Regions from separate parts of the Sus scrofa genome. Here region 2 is linked to region 1. A link is a contact called in public HiChIP or PLAC-seq data. All regions are on one chromosome and are shown on one strand. Each heading gives the region's core, a stretch centred on a gene start, on an enhancer-like site or on the middle of the called end of the contact. The rest is flanking DNA. Distances are from core to core; before and after follow the strand shown.

Evidence for each region. HiChIP or PLAC-seq counts read pairs in DNA pulled down with a chosen protein or histone mark.
Region 2: an H3K27ac HiChIP or PLAC-seq map of skeletal muscle shows a contact between it and region 1, with 9 times the contacts expected there. The contact joins two enhancer-like sites. A contact is called at or near these places in 2 of 47 Hi-C or Micro-C datasets (embryonic fibroblasts and epiblast stem cells) and 1 of 2 datasets of contacts at active chromatin or transcription factors (skeletal muscle).

Annotation. Positions count from the first base shown.
Region 1 is chr4:80,378,112-80,383,218 of Sscrofa11.1, reverse strand. The region is part of intron 2 of LOC106510093 (a long non-coding RNA gene); the gene reads right to left. Among named protein-coding and RNA genes, the nearest start is that of PRRX1, 120 kb to the left of the region's middle. Within about 2 kb of position 3,493, at least 2 of the 83 cell types and tissues checked have an H3K27ac peak or open chromatin away from gene starts, as enhancers often do. A contact at or near this core is called in skeletal muscle, where this site is marked.
Region 2 is chr4:81,080,405-81,085,825 of Sscrofa11.1, reverse strand. All of the region lies in intron 19 of KIFAP3 (kinesin-associated protein 3), which reads right to left. Among named protein-coding and RNA genes, the nearest start is that of SCYL3, 51 kb to the left of the region's middle. Within about 2 kb of position 1,390, at least 3 of the 83 cell types and tissues checked have an H3K27ac peak or open chromatin away from gene starts, as enhancers often do. A contact at or near this core is called in skeletal muscle, where this site is marked.

The DNA.
Region 1 (5,107 bases), core at 2,244-4,743:
TCTGTACTCATGTTTATCACAACACTATTCACAATAGCCAAGGTATGGAAACAATCTTGTTGGATACATGAATAAATAAAATGTGTTGTTTGGAGAATATGTTGGATTGTATTTGAATGACATGAATTAATAACTAAAAAGTTACTAAAAATAAAGAAAATGTATTACATATATGTATATAGTATACAATGAAATATTTTCCAGCCTTAAAAAGTAAGGGAAATCTGCCATTTGTGGCAACCTGGATAAAACTGAAGGGCATTATGATAGATGAAATGAACCAGACAGATAAAGAAAAATACTGCATGGTATCACTTACATGTGGGGGCCAAAAAAAAAAAAAAGTCAAACACATACAGAGAAAGAATGGAGAAAGAGAGAAGAATAGTGTTGCTAGGGGCTAGGAGATAGGGAACCCAGGAGAGGCTGGTAAAAGAGTACAAATTTTCAGTTATAAGATGAATAATGTCTGAGGATTTAATGTATAATATGGTGACTACAGTTGACAATATTGTGGGTTTTATTAAAATTGGCTAAGAGAGTAAAATTTGTGTTTTCATTTTTAAAAAAAGACATACTGGAGGTGGTAGGTATGTTAAATTACCCGATGGTGGTTATGGTAAGAATCCCTTTACAATGTGATGTATATCAAATCGTCACATCATACATTTTAAATATCTTAAAGTTTGTCAATTTTACCAAAGCTGAAAAAAATTATGTTTGCATGGAACCAAGCTATCTCTCTACATTTAACTTTCTAATTGAAAGGATAAAAGCATACAACTTTATAATGAAAAGATCTGACTTCTATCCATCTTAATCAAGTCCTCCAGCTTGGTATCACCAATAGTAAAAAATTTTGATTTGATTTTATGTGTCACCTGATGTATAATAACCTGAAGTACAGAGCATTCCTTATAAAGCATACTTTTTGAATATTTAACCTGAAGCTAATTATTCCTTTAAACCAAACTTCCAGTTTACAGAAATACAAGAGATAAAAGAAGCAAGATAACTGACAACCAGATGGAAATAATCAGTCAGGAAAATTCAGATTGTAGAAGTTTTTTACAAGACAACTGGCCCAGTCTCTTCAAAATTCAATGTTATTAAAAAGAAAAAAAAGGTATTTGGACTGTTCTCAATTAAGAGAGACTAAAAAGACATACTGCCAAATAGGATGGCTAAACTTCAATTGGATTTTTGTTCATTAAAAAAAAAAGGTAATTGAGATTTTTTTTTGTGGAAAAATGGGGAATATTTAAGTATGAATTGGTTTTATGTTATATTAGGGGTTTATGATTAATTTTATCTAGGGATTAATAATATGATTATAAAGGAATTTTCTTTATTTTTAAGAGATGTAAGGGTATCAATTTTTAAGAGTCAAAATGCTTGCACCTTACTTTGAAATAAAATGTTCACAGTTGTTCCATATAGACGTTTGATACATGAGATGTATTTTACCATTCTTTCAACCTGTTCTGTACATTTAAAAATTTTCATAACACAGAATTAGTGAAAGAGAGAACATATTCTACTAAACAGTCTATTACTTTGGACCTAGCGCTTATCAGACAAGGCCTCATTGACAGGAAGATGGAGTTTCCCCTGCCCGAGGAGAAGATGAAGAACCGCATCTTTCAGATACACACGAGCAGGATGACACTGGACGACGACGTCACCCTGGATGACTTGATTATGTCTAAAGATGACCTCTCTGGTGCCGACATCAAGGCAATCTGTACAGAAGCCGGTCTGATGGCCTTGAGAGAACGGAGGATGAAAGTAACAGATGAAGACTTTAAAAAATCTAAAGAAAATGTTCTTTATAAAAAACAAGAAGGCACCCCTGAAGGGCTCTATCTGTAGTGGAACACAGCTGCCTTCCAGGAAATGGTGGGAGTGTCCTGAGCCCCAGAGGGGGAGGTGGGGAAGCTGCCCGGCCGAAGTCAATGCCCAGTTATCTTTACTAGCCAACCTCCCCTGTACCTTGTGCCTGGCAGCTTGCTTTCCCGTTGGTCGCGTGCTCTCTTCCCAATAAAGTGTGCTCTTTCTCAGTAAAAACAAAAACAAAAACAAACAAAAAAAAACCTTTACTTAGAAAGTTGCCCTAAGGAATTAGTGATGAATAGTGAAAATTTCACTAGAATATTTTTGATGAAATAACATGTGTTTAACAATTATAAGTCTAGATAAATAAGCTCTGTATTCTCAAAGAATAAATTAACCTCAACAGGATTGTTTTTTGGCAGGTTATTTCTAAATTTTAGGTAAAGCACCAAAGGGCAAAGAATAGCCAATTCATTTCTAGAAAGGGAGAAAATCCCTTTGGTTTTAAATATTAAGATTAGAAAACTGGAATCCGACTAGGAACCATGAGGTTGCGGGTTCGGTCCCTGCCCTTGCTAAGTGGGTTAACAATCCGGCGTTGCTGTGGCTCTGGTGTAGGCCAGCAGCTACAGCTCCGATTCGACCCCTAGCCTGGGAACATCTATATGCCGAGGCAGCAGCCCAAGAAATAGCAAAAAGACAAAAAACAAACAAACAAACAAAAAATATATAAAGAAAGTTACAAAAATCACTAAAAAAAAAAAGATTAGAAAACTATTTTAAAGTTAAAAGATATGGTATAGAGATGGACTAATTAACTGATCAAATTAAATAGCTCACAAATTAGGGTATACAAATATGGAATTGTAATATATGATAGAAGAGGCATGACAAACTAAATGAGAAAACAGTCTAATAAATGAAGGTGGGATAGCTATAATTTATTTTAAGGGAAAAATGAAAATACTTCAAACCATACACAAGAATCAATTTCAAGAATGGTAAGAATCCTAATGTTGAAAAAGGTTGTGAAGGGGAAGAAAAATAAAGGTCACTACCTGGAGAATATTAAGTTGAGGGTTTGTTTTGGTTTTAAAGGTAGGAGGAACTTGAACTTTAGAAAAGCACCCCAAGATAAAGGGAGGTAAAGAAAAGAGGAGTACCCTTAAGAAAGCAGATGGCAATTAGATAATAAGCAAGACGGCTAGCTAGAGCAGGTATCCAGTAATTATTGAATGAAAGGATTAGCTAATAAAGAAAGGAACTAGCTTAGATGGAAATGTGCAGGAATTGGTTCAGATAGCAAGTAGTCTTTTTTTCACTGACAAGGTGTGAAAGTGCAGTTAACAGATGCAGCTACTGATAAGTTTGCCTGGGCTATGATTTTTTACTTTAGGCTTCAGAAACAGACCTTAAACCAAGAGGAAAGAACCTGCTGTAGCTAAAAATCAAACCTAAAATGCTCAGATGCAAAGGGCATGGGAAATTGTGTAGATATGACAAATATGTACTGAAACCAGACACAAAAAAAAGAATTTTCTAAGTAGTGTCATTTGTTTCCTTGCTATTTCATGTTGTTTTTCTAACCCTGGCACCAGTACATTCTTGAAGGATAGGGGATCTTCTTACAGCCCAGTGATTTCAGGAGATCAAAAATGGCATGTGTGGCATGAACCCACAGCAGAAAGAGGCTAGTCCTAAAATTAAACTGTCTGGGTTCATATCTTGGTACTGCCACATATTAGTTGTGAAAAACTTGTGCAAGTCACTTAGCTTCTGAAGCTTCAATTTCCACTTCTATCAAGTAAGAATTTTACTTGCTAAGATTCATTGTTACAAGTTACAGAATCTGACTCTGCCTAACTTGAACTTATTGGGAGAATATGGGACAGTCCATAAATCAACGGGAAAACTGCAGAATCAGGCTTAGGAAAAGCATAAACTGGGGTAGCTCCAAATATCCACATGACAGGAATGGACATGTGGTTCTTCTAGCATCCTGAGCCCTTGATGCATAATATGCAGTTTTCAGCCTTTGTCAATGTGCTCAAATCTCAAATTTTGGAAAGTTTAGATCCAAATAGTCTAATTTAGATTCTTTGTATATCTTCCAGCTAGAGGAGTACAAAGCATCTTTATCCAGGTTTCCATCAAACTGTGGAAGAGTATTGCTGGGTAAAGGATTGAGATTAGTTGTTATATGGAGAAAACAATAAGTTCACATGTACTCCATACTTTGGTTAGCCAAATATTTTTATTCTTATAAACTTTCAATAATGTTTTGGCCTAACATAATGTAAATATTCTACCGTGAAAATACATTCATCTCTCCAAAGATTTAAAAAAACCCTACTGCATCCATCTCCAAGCCCAGGATCTCTGAGTAATATGTGTTTATTCTCCAATTTTGTTATCAACCTATCTCAGGAATTTGCAGTCTACGCTTCAAGCAAAGTCACGCAACAAAAAATAATTGTGGCTTTCAGTTCTAGAGCAGTGCATTTACATTAGTGTTAATCTTCTTATGTCTCAGATCCCCAGTGGACAGATAAGGAAAGTGAGATCAGAGTGGCCAAGTAATTTATTCAAAGCCAGCAATGACTGAGTAATCAAGCCAAGGTCTGAATCCAGTTTTATCCAAAGTCAAAGTCATCTCTTTTCTTTCCATTACAATAGGCTTAGAACAACATGACATAAGTATCCTCCTTGGAGAATTTTAACAAGAAACAAAGCTTTGGGGCATAAAAATGGAGGACTGAGGAGAGTTTTAAGCTAGGAAAGCAGAAGGTGGAAAGTTTTGTGTTGTGGATATAAGAGTGGGGGCAAGAAGTACATTTACTTAATGAAGAGACGAGAAGGAGGAGAGTTTGTCTATTTTTAAAACTCCTTCAGGAGTTCCTGTCATGGCTCAGTGGAAATGAATCTGGCTAGTATCCGTGAGGTTCGATCCCTGGCCTCGCTCAGTGGGTTAAGGATTCAGCATTGCTGTGAGCTGTGGTGTAGGTTACAGACACAGCTCAGATCTGGCTTTGCTGTGGCTGTGGCCATAGGCCAGTGGCTGCAGCTCCGATTTGACCTCTAGCTTGGGAACCTCCGTATGCTGCGGGTGTGGCCCTAAAAAGACAAAACAAAACAAAACACCTCTTTCACAGTAATGAAAAGCCCCTTTATGTGGGCCTTAAATGACTATTTCTTTAACCACCCTTGTGCCAGTAGGTAATTTTGTAGATTATTTTATTAGTGAGGTCTTTGATCCACACAAGTTAAGTAGGTC
Region 2 (5,421 bases), core at 141-2,640, 700 kb before region 1:
GGGGTCTAATCGGAGCTATAGCTGTCAGCCTAAGCCAGAGCCACAGCCAATGGGGGATCTGAACTGCGTCTGTGACCTATACCACAGCTCATGGCAACGCCAGATCCTTAACCCACTGAGCAAGGCCAGGGATGGAACCCGCCACCTCATGATTCCTAGTCGGATTCAGATTTGTTAACTACTGAGCCACGATGGGAAGGTTTGGTCCTCTGTTTTATCAGAAGATCTGACTTTACCTCTCCAAATTTAGAATATTATTCTGAGTTTCAATACATTTTTACTTATTGTTTTTATGATAGTTATTTAAATCAATGAGTATTATACACTGTTGATTTATCCCAACATTTTGACTTTCATGAGAATAGAAATAATTTAATCTGTGAAAACAGATGGCTAATAAAACATTAACTGATTTCAATGGTGAGAAACTAGAAGCAGATTTTAAAAATATATTTTACAATATTTCATAATAAAATATACTTATTCATGGATATCATCTAAAATGGCATTCTAGAAAGTGAATTTCTTGACAGAGATAAGCTCCAGTTGTCAATCACAACTTGATAAGACAGTTTAAAGATAAAAGGTATAAGTGAAAAATAAATTTAACAATGTACACTAACTGAATCAATTAATGGTTCAACTAAGAGGTTTCATTGTAGCAAAAATAATTGAGATTTTATTTATTTCAGGGTGAAGATGTGTACATTTAATAATATATAAAATTCAGTTTGCTTAACTGTGATTCTGAATTTCCATTTATTTATTCAACAGATATTTATAATATTTCCAATATGTGTAAGGACTCATTTGGTAAGACTGTTCAGTGGAATACTTAGAATGATATGAGAATAACTCTTATAGTGTAGCAAACAAGGCTTTTTTCCCCAAATTCTTTAAATTTCTTTATATACATGAAATCTTTTTTGAAATCAAAAGTGATAATAATGTTCTGACATTATATAAACTCATTAAGTGCTAATTTATGTTGAAATTGAACTTACAACATAATCAAAGAAATAATAAACCAGCTTACTTTATTTGAGGAGAAAGAAAGGTCTGGTCTTTCATAAGCATTAAAGTAGACCCAATTTGAATGTTAATGGTAGTATACATGCCTGTGCACCCTTTCCCTCCCTCACTCTGCCTCCCCAACACATGTAAACCTTTCTCCTCTCAGCTTATTAACATTCTAAATCTTTCTCCCAGGTTTGGCTTTGAAACCTCTTATTTGATAAAACAGGTCACTTAAAAAGGAAGAAAGTCCAATAAAATAAATTACAAAGACAACAAGATTAAACTGATTGCACTGTTTTCATACACTGTAGCTGAAATCTGCAAATCTGCAGTTGGCTGTGCTTTGGCATTTAACAGCATGTGATCAGTAAGGAGGAGGAAATTTTATTCTCATTAACGGTTGCAGATTTACTGCAGTGAAAAAGGGCCATGTAACCCGAGATGTGACAGTACAGAAAGATCAAAGCCTTGGACTGGAAACTAAATAAACCCTCTGGCTACTTCCTGCAAGGAAAATTCACTTTGGCAATGTAAAACAGAGCCCAGTTAAAAACTACTCTCAGTTTTATGAGCTGTCATAGCAGCTCAAGTGGTTTGGACCGGCTGAGTTTAGAACATTATATTTCCTTGTTTTTGTCTTAGATACTTCTGTAAGCAGTTTTTTTAAAAAAGCGCAATAACAACAACAAAAACGAAACTCTTCTCTTTTGTTTGAAACTGAGAAGGTAACCACTAAAGTTATCAAAGCAGACAGGTCTTCATTCGCACATTCTTTTTTCATTTCCTATAGTTTAATATTTTGCTCACAGATTTATTTGGCAATATATATATTTACTTTAATAATTCATCTGTAATCTGTACAATTTCTATTCAAAATAAGTGCAAATAAGTTCATAGAGCCCATATGGCTCATATCTGAGGGGTGAGCTATCTGTAATAGTACATCTGGAAGGACTATGGGCAATATGGAAAATATGGGAATTAACTAGCATTACATTTAAAAATCTATTAGGCTCTAGGTTTCATCTGTTTTTTAAAAAATGGTTAAGGAAAAACATTTGTTTAACATTTCTAATAAACAACTTTTAAACAATCATTCATAAATACTTAAATCATGTTAGTAAATCAATCAAAATACAGATGGGCTAGAATAAATCAACACATCTCTGAATTTAGGGGTAAACTCAGTATCACGGAATTCAGACACACTCTGTTTTCCTCTCTCCCTTATTTTTTTGAGGGGGTAGTAGAACTTATCAACCAAATTATAATATTTTATTATATAACAAATTATATTATTATAAATTATTATTAACAAATTATAATATTTTATTCTCCTTAGACTATGAATAAGCATGGCTTTATAATGGTAATCTGCATCCTATTCCCTTGAAAAACTCACAATTTTTTGAAAATAAGGTCAAATGTCATAAAAGCAGTAATCCTTGTTTAAGGACTTTCTGCTTTCTTTTAAAATTTATAACCAATTTTTATATATCTGTACAACCAATAAAAATGTAATTAATAGTATAAAAATGTATGAACTTTAACATTAGATAATCGTTCTTAAATGGTGGTGATATAATTAAGTCATGACTGGATTAATTCCCATGTCATTTCTTCTAGTACAAAGCTATATAGTAATTGATGTTTTAACATTTTTATAGCATCTAGTCATATTCAGGTTACTTTTTAAATTTATAGACTCAGTTATGCTGAATTTCTTCTAACTGAAAGTCTTAATAAAGTGATAATAAATTTGCTTTCCTTTGGGAGCATCTTCGGATTTTACATACAGCTATTATGCATACCTACAAAAATTTAGCTCAGATCACTAGATTGAAAATTAACACAAATTTAGTGAAAGCAGTTCTGTCTCCAAGTTTTCTTACTTCTAAATTTCCAAAGGGAAGTAAATCACTTAAAATATTTTTTCAAAGCAGCAGTATCATTACTTTCTTTGGGACAAAACATCTTCCTAGGTTTCCAGGATTCTAAGCCTTGATTTTTGGCTTGTATTTCTATATTTCAGTAAAGTTTACAATTTGCTAATGCTGATGTGTGATAATCTAATAAAAATGTGGCCTTAAAAGTTACAGGCCCAATTTACTAATAAAACCTAATTCAATTTTCCTTGGGAAATGCAAATCATTGGTGTCCAAGCAGTGGAACCGAATTTCCTTCCCTTTTTAAAGGCTAGAAAAGTTTTCTCTTTTGAAAAGACTAAACAAGTAAGACAACTAAGACTAATATATGAGGATTCATTTATAGGCATAAAAATACAGCACTGTGTATATAATATTTATACTGGTTGGTTAGCTAAATAAATGATTTGTATGAGACACTGCTTTTCTAGACTGAGATTATCTCACTCATTTCATCCTTAGTTTTTACATAACTGGATTAATCTACAGAGAACTTAATGAACTAACCCCTAAAGAGAATTTAATGGTAGTGAACCATTTACTTAACATGCTAATCAATTTTTAGTAACTTGTCTTTAATCAAACTAAATGCCAATTTGCATAGCAAGTGTATTAAACTATATAGCAAGTGTATTAAAGCAAAATAAGTAAACAGTAAGTTGCATTATTCAACAAAATGTACATATCTTTGTCTGAATTTTAATAACATTTACTCTAAAACTTTCTAAAGCACAGTTCACTGTTGGATTACTATTTTGCTTGCCATCTGGAGGCAGTAATGGTATAATACTGAGCTTAAAGACGTCTTACCAAGCTTAAAGACGTCACTATTTATTACCTAACTTGTTTCGGGCTAGTCCCTTAAAAATCTGAGTCTTAATTTATACATTTGTCAAAACAGGGACAATACTCCTCTTTGCTCTATATACCTTACACACTATTGATGATCAAATGAAACACATTACAATATAGATGTTAGCTACATGAAGGTTATTTGTCTTTGTATACTAAAATTTAGACCAAAAAAAGCACCTTAAAGATTTTATTCTTTGAAACTTTTACAAGGCTTGTAAGAAATTCTATCTTCTGAAATTAAAATATATCTGTCAGAATTGCTATGAGAGTACTTAGAAAAAAATGTAATGGGATTTAATGTAACGATTGTATTAGAGTAAGAGTCTTAATAGTGTAAAAATCACTATTATTTGAATTGATTTGATTGCTACTGTCACTTTTGTTCTCTTGTTTTCACCATTCCACAAATTTAACCACTTCATGAATTTTACCTGTCATATAGTGTTGTTTCTTATGAACGGTTTTATTCATTTCAAGAAATTTTACCAGGCATTTCTGATTGGATAATACTGATGAAGGTGGAAAGAACTTAAAACTATTTCTATTGGTTATACTTAGCTGTAGCAACTATTACTGAGCTTGGAATACATGTTTATACATACTAAAAACAATGTCATTTGGATGACCAAATATATAATTTTTATAGTATTATAAATTATAATAAAAATTTGCACAGATCTGGATATTTCAGATCAAATTATATACACTGAAACAGAGTAACTTTTAAAATAAACAGGATATTGTCTTTTACCCAACACAACTGTTTCTAATAGAGAGGTTCTACTGTATGTGTTTTAATCATGATTTAACGAAATTTCATTTAAACTGAGAAGCAACTGTTGCAAATACTCCAAGCGAGATACAGCTAAGAACAAATATTAGGGAATTATGCAAATGTGAAATATGAAAAACAAAAAGTAAATAAAATATATAACAATATCTGAATATATAAAGCATTCAGTAAGATTTTTAAATTATACATTGTTTAATAAGCTTGTCTTAAAACGTAAATATGTTCAAACATTAAAGTTAAATCAATGAATCTGTTGTCATAATGTTTTTAATACATGCCGATAAATATAAATGGAATGACCAAATATTTCAAACATACAGTTTCCTTTCATTACTAGAATTACAGACATGTCAGTGGTATACTCAATTTTATGCTATAAAATATCATAGGTGAATAACAGTTTTATTAATTTTTTCTAATAAGGAAGAAGCAAATTAAAATGTCTCTGAAGTTAATTCTTAAAAAAGAAGAATTTTATATAAAGTTGATATCTATTGCTAAGTGTGTCTATTTTTACCTATTTTGATTTTCATATTTACTTAATCAGAGCACTGGTATAATCAATATATGGACAAAATCAGGTGGCATAAAAGTAGGAGCTGAAAGTAGCATTTATCCCACAATTAGGGAAGTGATCATTTATCCAGTCTTTATTGCTGATTATTTCATAAGGATAAGTTCTTAGAAGTGAAGTTACAGAGTTAAAGAAGTATAAAATTTTAGGGTCCTGTTTTCTGTTACCAAATCTATTTCAAAGATTTTATCCATTTAAATTCCCACAAGAGGTGTATCAGTGTACCTCTTTGCTTACACGTGGGGGTACTGGCATTA